2 separate regions of the Zea mays genome follow, and region 1 is linked to region 2. A link is a contact called in public Hi-C data. All regions are on one chromosome and are shown on one strand. The core of a region is the stretch at or near the end of the contact, and the rest is flanking DNA. Distances in the headings are between cores, read along the strand shown.

The links. Hi-C and Micro-C count contacts between places; a contact is called where the count stands out from the background.
Region 1: a Hi-C map of tassel shows a contact between it and region 2, with 2.2 times the contacts expected there. The contact joins the enhancer-like site here to the promoter of LOC100382777 in region 2. A contact is called at or near these places in 4 of 25 Hi-C or Micro-C datasets (ear, leaf and tassel).

What each region holds. Positions count from the first base shown.
Region 1 is chr4:222,422,364-222,429,633 of Zm-B73-REFERENCE-NAM-5.0, forward strand. LOC100193197 (Ypt/Rab-GAP domain of gyp1p superfamily protein) reads left to right here. Exons shown (of 5, transcript NM_001358684.1): 5 at 1-323. Among protein-coding and RNA genes, the nearest start is that of LOC100193197, 21 kb to the left of the region's middle. Within about 2 kb of position 1,933, at least 19 of the 20 cell types and tissues checked have an H3K27ac peak or open chromatin away from gene starts, as enhancers often do. A contact at or near this core is called in ear, leaf and tassel, where this site is marked.
Region 2 is chr4:222,278,727-222,285,559 of Zm-B73-REFERENCE-NAM-5.0, forward strand. It overlaps LOC100382777, which reads left to right and starts at 1,349. Exons shown (of 6, transcript NM_001175486.1): 1 at 1,349-1,668; 2 at 2,360-2,481; 3 at 2,573-2,840; 4 at 3,394-3,455; 5 at 3,541-3,622; 6 at 4,320-4,775. The coding sequence starts at 1,443. The coding sequence ends at 4,423.

The sequences.
Region 1 (7,270 bases), core at 683-3,182, 140 kb after region 2:
GTATTTAGTAATCTGTTGTGTACTGTTCATCACCCGGAATTATGGGCATATATCTAGAGAACCGTGTGGCTTCAAGTGAGGACGAAGTTATCTCCACTTCGGTTAAGCTGATAAACCATTGGATAGCACAATGGTTTATGCAAGCCATCCATAGTTTAACTTGATGTAAAATTTCGTTTTTTTGCTTCCAGTATCTGTCCTAGGCGAAAACATCATTTTCCATCAAGCCTTTTATAGCAAAATTTAAAGTTCCCAGATTTTGGGGTGTAATGCGGAGTAATATATGATGGATTCAAAGTCTTTGCTGCGTCATTGCACACACCAAGTTCTTCCATTATTCCTGTTCCTGCCGTTCCTGGTATATTCTGCAGAATCTGTTTGATATCGTAGCATGGTAAAAGGGCATATGGTCGCAGAAATTATGCGACGCACAAGAGCATAGTAACGTGCTACAATTGTGCGAAGCACAAGAGCATATGCCTGCAGAAGCTATACATTTCTGGACATGGCAGTGCCACACGCGAGCTTGCAGAATCATGCTAGCTGCGCTACTATTTTACTACTCCCTCCATCCTGAAAATGGTCACAATTCTAAAAAACTCGATTCTTGGTCAAATATTTTTAAAACTAAGCAATGTTGTAGAAAAAAACTATTAATACCATAAGGTATATATGATTACAGTACAGACGTACTGGGACTACTGGTCCAGTGCGACTGTTGACATCGGCGTCCAACAGTTTCACCTGGACGGACGTCCTCTTCCGTTGAATGAGGGAGAGAGAGAGAGAGATGACGATCAGCATGGAGTAGGATCCGATCGTACAGCTCAGGGGACACCTGCACGGCTGCACACCAGCGTCCAAACTCTTGATGTGATCTTACCTGAAACAATGCTACGCAACACTGAGGCGACAGGCAGCAGTTGCCCTGGCCCACGGGGCACAACACGTGTTCGATCATCTTCTCCACTTTCCCCAACGTCTGATCCGATATGATATGATGATTAGAATGCCTCTTCGACCGATAGTAAAACGTACAGTGGTGTGTTTTTAGCACCTAGTTTTCAGCTAGTTAGTTTGTAACTAAAAGCACCATATTGGTTTGTAACTAAAAGCACCATATTAGCTAGTTAGTCATTTAATTTTGTTTGGGTAATACTAAGCTTAACCTAGTTGGTTTGCTTCCACATGATGGAAGGTCTCCTTCTGTCATAATGTTTATTAGCAGTTTGGAGACCCAAGTTTAGAAGTTGGGAACCAAACATCATCCCCTAACTATCATGAGCCAATAATAACCAACCGCAAGAAGGTATAAGCAAAAATATCCAAGTGCCTTGAGAGGTTAATTTTATTATGTGGGTGAAAGTGAAGGGGACAGCTCGTCATGTGTCTGTTGTTCCCCTCTGATTAGTTGCAGTAGACACGGATTGACATGCATGGTGTCGTCTAGCTATTTATCACCAAAGCATCATGTCCTACCACCGATTGGCAATTATTAGCTGGTGGTCACTGTGTGGTCAATCAACAGTACAAGTCATACATACGGCATTTTTTAATATAAAAAAGCAACAACAATTCATTCAACCAGTACCAGTTTTAGATCCTTTTGTTAGATTACAAGAGCATTTTTTTTCTGTATTTTAAAAACTGTTTCATGTAAAATCTGTGTAAGGTTTTCTTGTGTGAAATTCCTACCCCCTCTAAATTAAAGGAGCACTTTAGCTAGGACTAGGAGTGAGCTATTAGTAGCCACATAAACAATAACTATTTGTTTCGCAAGGCCCGTGTAGGAGTGAGAGAATAGTGGAGTTACTACTATTTGGTCCCATTCATTTTGCACCGGTACGGAGGGAGAGGACACGCGTGAACATGACGACAGGGAAAGGCTGGACGAGAGGTGGCCCAAGCCATTCTGTTGGTGTTGGGAGGGCGCCACCCACCCACGCCACCCGCGCCGACCGACAAAGGCTGCCCCAGGTCGATCTCTCTGGATCATTGCCCTGCGCCGTGGTCGTCGCCTCCGGGTTCTCCGGCTTGGCCACACGAGTAGCTGCTTGAACCAGAGCCGTAGCTTGGCCGGCGTTGCCTTTAATTTGTTGCCGTCGCTCGATAGATGGCCCGGCCAGGACGACGAGCCCCGGCAAGCTGTCTGCTAGAGTCTGTCACGTCCTTTCCTGCCGTGTACATCCATCCGCGCCTTTCAAATCTCCGCGGGCATACTCTGTGACTGTTTAATAAAACAACCACCGTACCACCTGAGAAAACAGCAGTATCCATATTTGAAATCAGTAGCAAGAGCAAACTTGAGGATGGTATAACTGTCTTGTAGGTGTACATATATCATGTGATGGTAATACATATAAGATGAACATCTACTCTTTATAAGGGGTCTATGTAGCACGGCTCCGGCTACTCTAAAAATAACTCCGGTTCCTACTTTTTTCAAGAGCAGCTCAGCTCCCCCATAGAAGCCAGTGTTTTTAACAAATCGTTTGGCAAAACGGCTACTCTTGACGTGAGAGAAGGGCAAAATAGAGAAGGGAGGAGCCGCAAGAAGCTTTTTGGCTCCAGCTTCTCTCTATAAAAATAGCTCTGACTCTTCGTCAGTGCTCTTTGTTGGCTGCTCTTATTTTGAAACCGTTTGGGAGGGGCCAAAGCCAAATTTAGGAGCCCTCCCAAATAGGACCTACGTAGTTTAACTTCTGTTTGAAATACGTAGCATTAATGCCCGTTTCAACGCACTAGAGGCTAATAGTTAGATGTTAAAAAGTTGCTACTGAAATTAGCTAATAACTAACAAATAGTTGGCTAACTATTAGCTACTTTTAGCTAGGTTAGACCAGCTAATAACTAATGGATAGTTAGTGTGAGGCCAATAGCTAGCTGGACTATTAGCTAGAGATGTTTGGATGTCTACAACTAAAAGTAGCTAATAGCTAAATTATTAGTTCGATTGTTTAGATGTCTCTAACTAATTTTAGTAGCTAACTATAAACTCTTTTGTATTCAAACATAGACATGTGTTCGCTGCTTAAAAGTAAATTCGTAATGGTGGATTTTGACATCGGTGCCCACCTCGTTTACCGCACAGGTGCCCACCATTAACAAATGCTAGTGAAAAAAGGACGTTAGGAAAAAAAGGTTTTCTTGAGACATTTCAGAGTATTTTAGTTTTCGGGTTTGTTTGGAAGCTAGATGATGAGGTGGATTCACGAGAATAAAATCCCTTTTCTATTTAATTTTTAATATCAAAGATGCATGTTTTAGCCTTTCGAATCACCTCCATTCCTCTGGGTCTGTTTGGCACCAAAATAAGCACGCGGACGGTCCGGCCTTGAGGCCGGACAGTCCGCGGTCCAGACAGTCCGCGCTTGTGGGCCGGACGGTCCGCGCATGCGCAAAGTAGATTAGGGTTCCGAGTTTTGTGCTATGTTTGTTAGCTAGATTCGTGGAATCAGCTCGGAATCCAGTCGTGTAAAGGGTCCAGCCCCCCTCCTCTATAAAAAGAGAGGTCTACGGCCGATTTGTAATCATCATCAATCGAATCAAACACTTCTATTTCGCATTTTATCCTAGGAGTAGTTCTAGTCTAGTTTAGGTTTAGCCTCTCGATCTCCAATTTCTCGCTTCTCTTCGACTCTACGCCGATTAGAAGAGTCTAGGTCGGCCTGCCGAGCCTAGACATCACCTAGGATCTCTCCTCCCCGACGGGGTCCCTCCCGAGAGCGAGATCCAGGCCGCCGCCGGCGACTTCCGCCGCCTCTGCGTACGCGCGGACCGTCCGGCCCCCAGGGCGCGGACCGTCCGGCCGTCAGGCAGAGGACCCTAGCCCCTGCACCAGGTCGCGGACCGTCCGGCCCCAGGCCGCGGACCGTCCGCGCCTGACTAGAGAGCACCGCCACGGTTCTTGTTGAGTGTTTGGCGCTCCGAAAAGACGTCAACATACTTTTTGGCGACTCCGCTGGGGAAGACATATTTAGACCTATCAAATCGGCCCTCAATGGCCGGTTCGAAGGATAGTTCTGAAGTCTCTCCAAGCAACATCATAGAGCCGACTTGGGAAACCTTGCCGGCTGACGAACAGCTCCAGTTCGAGGAGCATAAGGAGCAGATGATTCAGGAGGCAAAAGCAAGGTTCTTGGCCAACTTCAAAGTGGAGAGGAACAACAAGGTCGTCCGACATCGGGCGACGGATCCGGCTTCACTGCGACCCACGCCAGATATCCCCAATGTAAGTAATACAAACGAGCTGCAATCTCTTAAGAATTATGTAGATGAACAGCGTGAACAAATGCAAAATATCATAGAGGATATGCAAAACGATTATAGGAGACTAGTACGTGCATTTGATAAATCTAATATAGCAAATTTTCCTTCACACGAGGTTGAATTAGGGGATAACACACGTAATACATCGGCTAGAGGTTGTCACGACCAGTCACAACCCCTTTATGGGATGCCGATGGACACGTACCCTGAGCAACCGCAAATCGGCAGCAAAACAGCCGATCTGCACATGTCCGGACCGTCCGCACGTGAGCGCGGACCGTCCGGGCCAGCCACGGTCGGGCCTATTTTTAATGAGTTACCTAGACATGCACCCGAGCCACCACATACATCACAGAACCCAAACTACCCAGTCGGACTGTCCGCATACAACGACGGACGGTCCGCATATAACCACGGACGGTCCGGGTACATATCCGGACAGTCCGCGCATGAGTCTTTTGAGAAAGATTATTACCCGAATCCTCACCCGTCCCAGCAACACTTCCCATCACACTATGCAATGCACCAGCCCATTAATTCAAGATCCAGAGCTCAGGAAAGCTTTCCGGCCCCACCTAGAAGGCCGGAAAGAAACGATCAAACCTATGAGCCATATAGGGCAAACAGAAATGCACCATGTAGCTCAAACCAATGGGGGGAAAGACAACATACTAACATCCAACCAACCCCACCTATGTTTGACCAGAGAGCCGGTGGTCTTGCACCGGCTTCCATTGATATAGTAAGGGAAGAAATAGTCGGGGCGTTCCGAGATAAGCTCGGAGTAAGCATGGTCCCTGGGGGGCAATCATATCGGAGACCTTATGACAGCCGATTTGATCACCACCCATACCCACAGGGAACCAGGATACCCGAATTCGCAAAATTTTCGGGTGATCAAGGAAAGAACACGCGCGAACACATAGGCCAGTTTTTAGCACAATTAGGAGAATTGGCCGACACGGAGGCATTTCGCGTATGTTTGTTTTCATTATCTCTAACAGGAACCGCGTTTGCATGGTATGCCACTTTACCTCCTAATTCCATTTCATCATGGGGGGATCTAGAACAAAAATTTCATGATCATTTTTTCTCCGGTGACTACGAGTTGGATTTGGTAGATTTAGTGTCATTGCGACAAGCAAAACATGAATCGGTTAATGATTACATCCGGAGATTCCGAGATACAAGAAACCGATGCTTCCAAATTCATTTAGCAGAAAAACAGCTAGCAGGATTAGCCTTTAATGGTCTACGATATTATTTAAAAGAAAGATTAGAATGCATCCAATTTTTTACACTAGCACAGTTACACCAGAGAGCTTTGGCTTGTGAAAGCCGGAGCAAAGAAACTGCTAAAACAATTCGTCACAACGTACATATAGTAGAATGCGACCAAAGTAGCTCAGATGATGAATCAGTAGAAGTATATGCTGCTGAAATGGTTTGGCCAAAACAGGCCAAATCTTCGGCTTGTTCCTCCTTACAGCCGGTTCAAAAGAAACGGCAAGAGGAGGTTAAGTTTAGGTTTAATGTTGGTAAGTGTGATAAAATATTTGACTAATTACTCAAAAATGGCAACATTAAAATAAATTACACTGTTCCATCCGCCGACGAGCTAAAACATCGTGTGTACTGCAAGTGGCATAACTCATTTTCTCATGCCACTAATGATTGTAATGTGTTTCGGCGACAGATTCAATCGGCCATTAACGAGGGACGATTGAAATTCCAGGAAATGCAGGTTGATACAGAGCCCTTTCCGATAAACATGATCGACTTCGAGGGCAAAAAAGTCCTGGTTCGGCCAAACACAGCCGATAAAGGCAAAGGCAAAGAAACAATCATCGGCGATGCTAAAAAGGCCGATGGGGATTGTAAAGTTTCTTGCAGGAAAGTGGTGGCCGAGAAGACTCCCGATGGAGGGGAGACTCTGAAGGTGACCATCACAACCTCTAGCACTGGGGGCAAGCGCAGACAGGGAGACAGTTGCGGGAACTCGTGCTGCGCATCGCGGACAGTCCGCCATCCAGACGCGGACGGTCCAACGCTTCTCCGGACGGTCCGGAGAACTCCAGCGGACGGTCCGGCCATGCTCAGGACTCACAGCGGCCACGTACCTTCAAACCACGACAACCAGAGATAGGTACGTGGAAAACAAATACATTTAAAGCAGCTGGTCGGCTGGTCAAGCCTGGCCCGACTTTTGATCAATTGTTGTCTAAATACGTGAAAAAGAAGGTCGACCCCAGCGACCGGCCAGCAAAGTGACCCCGCTCACCCATTCATGAGCAACGTCAGGTCAGGCCGATTGGACCACCCCACCAATCGGAAGAAATGAAAGGTCATACTGTACAATTGAGACCTAACATGCCGACATGGACACCTCCACCCCCTTATCCGTCTATGCCATATCCATACACATACTTACCTCCACCATATGTCCCAAATCAAATGTGGGGCATGCCACCATATCCATTTGGGATGCCACAATACCCTGTCTGGGGGCACCCCAAACATCTGTTTTTGACAGGTCGGCGCCGCCAGTACAAGACCGATTGAGCGCTGCTGAATCCGGTCACCAGGCACAGGCCCAACAAGATTGCCGGATTACTCGGCCTACAAGGCCGACCAATCCGGCAGGGGGGCATATGCCTGCAGCAACTCAAAGAACAACAAAAAAGGACATCATTAAAATAGGCACTGCAGATGTTGTCATACAGGAAGACAATAAAGGGCCAATGATTTTTGGTGAATCGGCCAACACAACCAAAAAGGGTACGGCTACCATCAAAACAGCCGATCCAAAATACTCCATGCCTCGATGGTGCCCAGCGGGATTGACACGGTCCCAAAAGCGGAAATTACAGCGCCTAAGAGCAAAGGAGAGCCAGGAGAAGGAGGCGGAAAAGATATTCAATGACACACATCCACAGTACCCGCCACCACAAAAGAAATGGAGACCAAAGGTCGTTGAGGAAAAACAAACGGCTACACTTGT
Region 2 (6,833 bases), core at 99-2,598:
GACGAGCAAAGTGAGACGCGGCGTCGACACGTGGGGCCCACCTGTCAGCGGACGCGGGCGTGGCTAACTGGGCCGAGCGGGCTGAGGAGGGGGGGACTTCGGGCTTCTTTTCCTTTTTTCCTTTATTCCCGAATTTCTAATCCTTTCTCCTTTTGTTTTTTTCTTTTGAATTCAAATTCAAACATGCTCCAAATTCAAATTCAAACAATTCAAACATGTGCATCAAACAAAATGATAATTTATGCCTAGCATGATTCAACGTCCCATGACTCACATAGGTTTTGATATAGAGTAAAGAAATAGTTAATCTCCGACCTAATAGACATGATTCTAATAAAAAGAGGAGAGAGGAAGACTAGAGAGAGAAACAAGAGGTAACACCTGAATTTGGTAGACATTAGAGAAGAAATTTTATACCCAAATTCAGGGTGTTACACCATTGGAGAAAGCCTAACAGCTAGAGTGAAGTTGCATGCCTTGAAAAAATCTACATGGTATGACGAAAAGTGTAGCGAGATACCTTTTTACATTAGATACATTTTCTCCTAATCTGAGCTGTATTCTCATGCCACTTGATTGACTTTTAGGCTATGTCCAGTAGCACCCCTATTGTGCCCCTCATGCGAAAAAGGGTCATCTGTTACTAACACATCTCTAGCGGAGTGTGAATGCATATGAAAAAGGGTGTTGACTCCACGCGTACCCCAAATTGGATACTCTCCCATCTCTATGTACCAGTAGATGTCTCCCTCTCCCCTTTCTCATGTCCGCTCCGCTCTCAACTCGAAATGAGTTTATTTTCTATATTCTTACTAAATAAAACATACTACCAATCCTTCCTATTTTATATATCCGTGTCAAGCATCCGCGAAACTGCTTTATAAGGCTACCATTAGCTTATCTTATATATAATCGTGCAAAACATCAAAGGGTCTATTTGGTTCGAGTAGATTCCTAAAAATTCGATTCTAACTGTGAGACGTAAGAAATCTGTTGTGAACGACGATTGTAAAAATTATATTTTGTTTGGTTGGAACAACTGTCAAACATAGATTCTATATGATCAAAATCGTTTGTAACATGTATGATAAAAATTTAGAAAATGTAGGGTAAAAGTTGATTCCAAGTTAAACTAGAGAAATATGTAGATTTTTAGAAATCTATTCTAAATTTTTTAACAGCTAATCTAGTTTAAAAAGCGGACCAAGCGTACGCTAAGTTTTGAGATCGAAAGGGCAGCTGTAGATAGCATAAAGCCCAGCCCAAGTATCCAGCCTCACGACCGACTCCCTCAATTACCTGCCCGTCCCAATTGTTTCCGCAAGTCGCCCAGACCAGATTTGCCAGAACGCAACCTCGGCTCCGAAACCCTAGCCGCACGCAGTTGTCCACTTCTACTCCCCTCGCCTCGCCACACCCGCCGCGCGGCACGATCAGACGCCATGGCCGCCGAGAACTACTGGAGGTACGCTGATGCGCGGCAGCAGCAGCAGGCGATGGTGGCCGCCGCGGCGGCCGCAGCGGGGATGGCTCCCGCGGCGACCGTCGCCGCGGCCCAGACGGTCGGGAGTGCGGCGGCGGCTATGAACCAGCAGGCTGCCGCCGCCGCCATGGCGCAGCAGGCCGCCGCTGCGCCGCCTCTCAAGCGTGCGCGCCCCGACTTCGGTGGTTCGTGCCCCCCCCCTCCCCTCTTTTTTTTTGTACGGGACGATCACCAGATCTTGTTTTTTTTGTGGCTATTTCCCCCCTCCGACTCCGATCTCCTCGTTGCCTGTGCTTTGCGGGATTTAGGAGTATCTTGCTGGTTGTTAGGTTCGTAATTTTAGATCCAGCGTTTAGATCTGCAGAGCAGTTTTGGTTGGGAGATTCTCCATGCATCTGGGCTGTCTGCCATAGTTTAGGTGACAAGCTACGTTCGTTGCACTATATTGAGAATTGTGTCCTTGTTGACTATTCTTGAGCTACAGTTGTTGGGATTGTTGATTTGGGGAGAAAATTATGTAATGATATTGCTTAGCCATATGCTGATTTGGCTTAGGGTGGAAAAGGATGCTTGCCGACTTGCCGTATCACAGGGCTTTTACAGAAACAAAATCATCGTTGATCTTGCACTTTTCATGTATTCCTGGATCGGTCGGCCTATTGATTGGTCGATTTTGGTGCTCAGGGATTTTTTCACTATTCAAACTTATTAAAATAGTCATCAGTAAAAAAGTGAAGCTGAGACCGGGAGTTTTTTTTGTAGTTGTCTTCTGTAACAAAATCCTGAACTTTCTGGTGAAATCGTTATCTTGGTTACACGCGATAGTTGGAGGTGAGGCTTGGGGGTGATCTTTGATTTCTTCTTCCATTTTCGCAGATGTGTCTGGTGGGCAAGACATGACAGGATATTATCCACGTGAAACTGACAGGTCAGGATACCATTCCCTCAGAGAGAACGACACACTTGGGGCATCTTATGACCGTTACTTGCGCAATGGGGTACAAACACAGTTTTCATATTGTACTACCTTTTTTTTGGTCAGAGCACAGAGTTATTGACATGCCTTTTATCTGTGTGATAAATTCATAGATGGCCTCCGTCGGTGCAAATGACACTTCTAGGGCTGCCGGGATGGGTGCTGGATTGGCTGCAGGGATGACTGCAGGGATGGGTGCTGGAATGGCTGCAGGGATGGCTGGCTATGGTGTTGATGGTCAGCGTATGATGGGTGTTGTTGGTATGGACAGCAGAGGGATGGGATATGGTGGCAGACCTGAGCCACCTCTTCCGCCTGATGCATCAAGCACTCTATATATTGAGGGCTTACCTGCAAACTGCACACGACGGGAGGTTTCACGTATCCTTCTCCAAAATATCATTATTGTCCTTTGCTAAACTTATTTTTCTAAATGTGTCTTGCTAGCTTTGAACATTCCGTTGACCCCCTTTAGGTCTTGTTCGGTTATTCCAATTACATGTGTATTGAAATGGATTGGGATGGATTTTGACTTGTTATGGATTTAAACCGACTCAATACCACCCAATCCACATGGATTAACGGTGAAACGAACAAGCCCTTAAATGTCACATTCTACAGTTTGTCTGCTTTTGTTGAAAGACTTATGGTGCTCCCCGACTCTGTAAGGCTTTGTTTGAGTACTGTAGTATTCACCACAATCCATATATATTGAGGTGGATTGGGGTGTGGATTGGGGTACACCTCAATACATGTGGATTATGGTGACTAGAGTACCCAAACAATGCCTAAATCTTCATATTGTTCATCTTCTCTGGTTTCTTTCTGTTTATATGCTTCAAGTCTTGTTTAATCTGAAGTACTGATTGGCGGTACCTGTGTATGTTGCCATTCTCTTAAAATATTTTTGTTCCTTAACCTTTTGATTCCTTAGATATATTTCGCCCATTTGTTGGTTTTCGTGAAGTTCGTCTTGTCAACAAGGAGTCCAGACATGTAAGTTAACTATCTGCACCCTTTGACCCATTAGAAATTTACTGCTCTAGCGATGGATGATTCTTATCTCTCAACCTTTCTGCAGCCTGGTGGAGATCCACATGTGTTGTGTTTCGTTGATTTTGACAACCCTGCTCAGGCTACAATTGCTCTGGAAGCATTACAAGGTGAAACTTCTTATATATGTGGATATGGACTGTGTAGTTGTGTTGATTTCCTGATTCTTTGCTTTGTTGACTTTAAATTTTGCATGTATATGTTTGTTAAATTCTATCATGCATGTTGCATGTCTATAGTTTGTCGTGAAGCTTGTTTTGGAATTGGTAAATTCTTGTTCATTCCGCATCTAACTTAATGCGTGTGGTAATAGTTTTTGAATTAGTTCATATATTAGTTATAGCAGGAAGCTGGGTAAACCCATCTATTATTCAAAGCACTGAGGCAAGTGGCAACACCACTCAGCATTTCCTAACAAGCTAATATTTTCGTGCATTTAATAGGACTGGTGAGTCATGAATTTTTGCGCTTTGCTTCCTATTCAAGTGCACATTATGCCCTTTCTAATACATTACATCTAGGAATTGTTACCAAGTTGAGAAACTCATGACCAGAGTATGGAACCTAGGCGTTCTTAGGTTCTACACTTTGAGCTTGCTTTGTGTCAGCATCCCTGCCAATTTAAGAAGATTTGCATTAGCATTCTGATCTACTGGATCTAAGATTTGTATTTCCATCTTGATCTGCATGGGGGAGTAGGCCTTTGGTTGAAGGCAAAAAACACAACTCTTCCTATTCTTATTACGGTCCGATCTCTTGTTCACGCGACGACCTGAGCAATATAAACCATCACGATTCGTTTTGCAGGTTATAAGTTTGACGAACACGAGCGTGATTCAGCCCATTTGCGTCTGCAATTCTCACGCTTTCCCGGTCCAAGGTCAGCTGGTGGGCCTCGCGGTAGGCGTTAAGACGTGCGGACCTCGTGGTTGCCGAACCTATCGTTTATACGAGCGATCCAACTACGGTGGGCTAACGCTTCGATATGCGCTGAATTTCGGGGCGGTGGCTTTTTAGGGTTCGTCAGCTCATTTCGTGAATGCGTGAAAGGGACAATGCAATAAGTGATATTCTGCCATATGTTATTAGATGCCGTATAATGTGTTAGGCATGGAAAGTTATTCGACATACTGTATCTGCTGCCTTAGCTATTGTGGTCTACTGTAACTTCATTACCTTGCTTCACATCCGAGACAATTTGAGTTTGTTATCATGTGGATTATCTGTTTTGAAAATGAAAACTAGATGATGTTAGCCTATTTTAGTAATGCATATTGCCCCATTGGTGTTTCTTGCCCATATACCAAAATCGTGTACTTTAATCTAGGATTAGTAAAACTGTGGTTGCCTAGGAACTATGTTGTAACCCACTGACACCCTTAGTTAAGCACCAAAGGATGTCAGGGGCTACTGTGCCTATTTCTGACTTTATTTTGTAAGGCTAAGTTCCTCGAAGATCAGCTATACTAAATGGATATTAGTTGCTGATTGAAACTTTGATAGTGAACTTTTGAAATTTTCGTTGGCATAATAAATCTGAGTACATTTCTCTTAAAGAAGCAAATTGATTTTCCTTAAGTTTGATGTGATTGTTGTTGGTCCAAATTACTGTGAACTGCTTTGGAGCTTTTGGGGTATCTGTAGTAATTTGTGAGAAATAACTCAATAACTGAGATTTGATCAAGATGCAAAGTTAATGAAATGTAATACATTCTGGGATAGAGGTAGTATTTTGATCTGCATGTGTTTCTAAGCTACAAATAACATGGAGTGCGAGGGTATTGTTTGCATATAGTGAACTAAATTGGGATGCAGCAATGCCAGTCCAATCCTGTTTCCATAAGCATTGTTGAAGTAGCCATGCACTGTTCAGTCATGCATCTGTACTCAGGTAATACAAAGTTCAGTTGTGTTCATGCATTGAAATGGTCTGCTCTAGAACATGTAGCTTTTGGTTTAATTTAGATCCACTGCATGTCACTTGGGCGAAATCTTCTGTTCATTGATTCCTTTCATCTGTCTTCCTAAAGATGTACTCTCTCTGTTCTTTTTTATTTGTTGCATTTTAGTTCAAAAATGGACTAGCGGACCACAAATATTCGAGAACGGAAGTAGTATATGCCAATCCGTGTCATTTTACTAATTAAATTCTTGGTATTATTTGTGTTCATTCTCAGATGGCTGTTATATTGTATATGCGTATTGCTTAATGGGTTGAATGTCTTACGAATTGCTTCACATGATGTGTTGAAACTGGCTGTGCAATTTATTTACCCAATAGGTATGCTTATTCCTTAACAGTTTAATGCATGGCCTTATGTGTTTACTGCAGTGGTTTGCATTAATAACTACATTTCGGTGTGTGCTAATTTGCCTTTCTAACCCCTGTCGACCTATCGGAATGTGCTAATTTGCCTTTCTAACCCCTGTTGACCTATCGGATTGTGCCTTCGCCTTTTGCAATTCTTTGAAGTCCCTGCTTATTGCGTGCCAGATGTGTGTTGCTGTTGCCATTTTTTCGACTGCTTTGTCGTTTCTGCGTCAGTCTGTGTGTTTGCATGTCTGCTGCGTCGTGAACGTTTTTTTTTATCAGTCGTGCGTTATTGCACTTTGCCTGTTCCATTTTTTTTAATATTTAGAGCTAGTTTGGCAACTTCATTTTTCCAAAGGATTTTAAGAAATGGAAGGGAAATGAGTTCATTTTCTCTTTGGGAAAATGAGAATCCCTTAGAGGAATGGAGTTCCTAAATTAGCCCTTATACGATATTTACATGTGTTTGCCATCAGTGTGAATCTTCATACTAAGGGTTAATTTGGAAACTTAAATCCCCTTTCGGAATCCTAGAGATTGAGTGGAGATTGACTAATATCGCACTCAATCCCCGGAATCCCCTAAGTTCTGGAACTAGCCCTAAATGGTTTATATGAATATTCTCTTCTACCGAGTTGTGAACTGCTGAACTCTAGTTCTGTGTATCTGTTACGACACCTAGCACTGTGACACTTGAAATTGTTACAGATTAAGACGCACTGACGATACCCTGCGCTCAGTTGCTCGATACTCGAGGCTTGTAGGTGATTGTATCCAGTAGTTTGAAGAACTGGTTATCTAATTATTTATGTACTGTGGATCCACCATTTTGGATACGCTTCATCAATATAAAAGAGCTCCAATTATGAAAGTTAGGAGAAAATGGCGATCTCTAAACTATTCTTGAGTTGTCGTCCAGCTCCCAAGACTAATGGAATTGCAGTTTAATGTCTCTGATATTATATTGTAACGTGTCATCTCGCTCCAAGCTTATACGTTGGTCTGCTGTT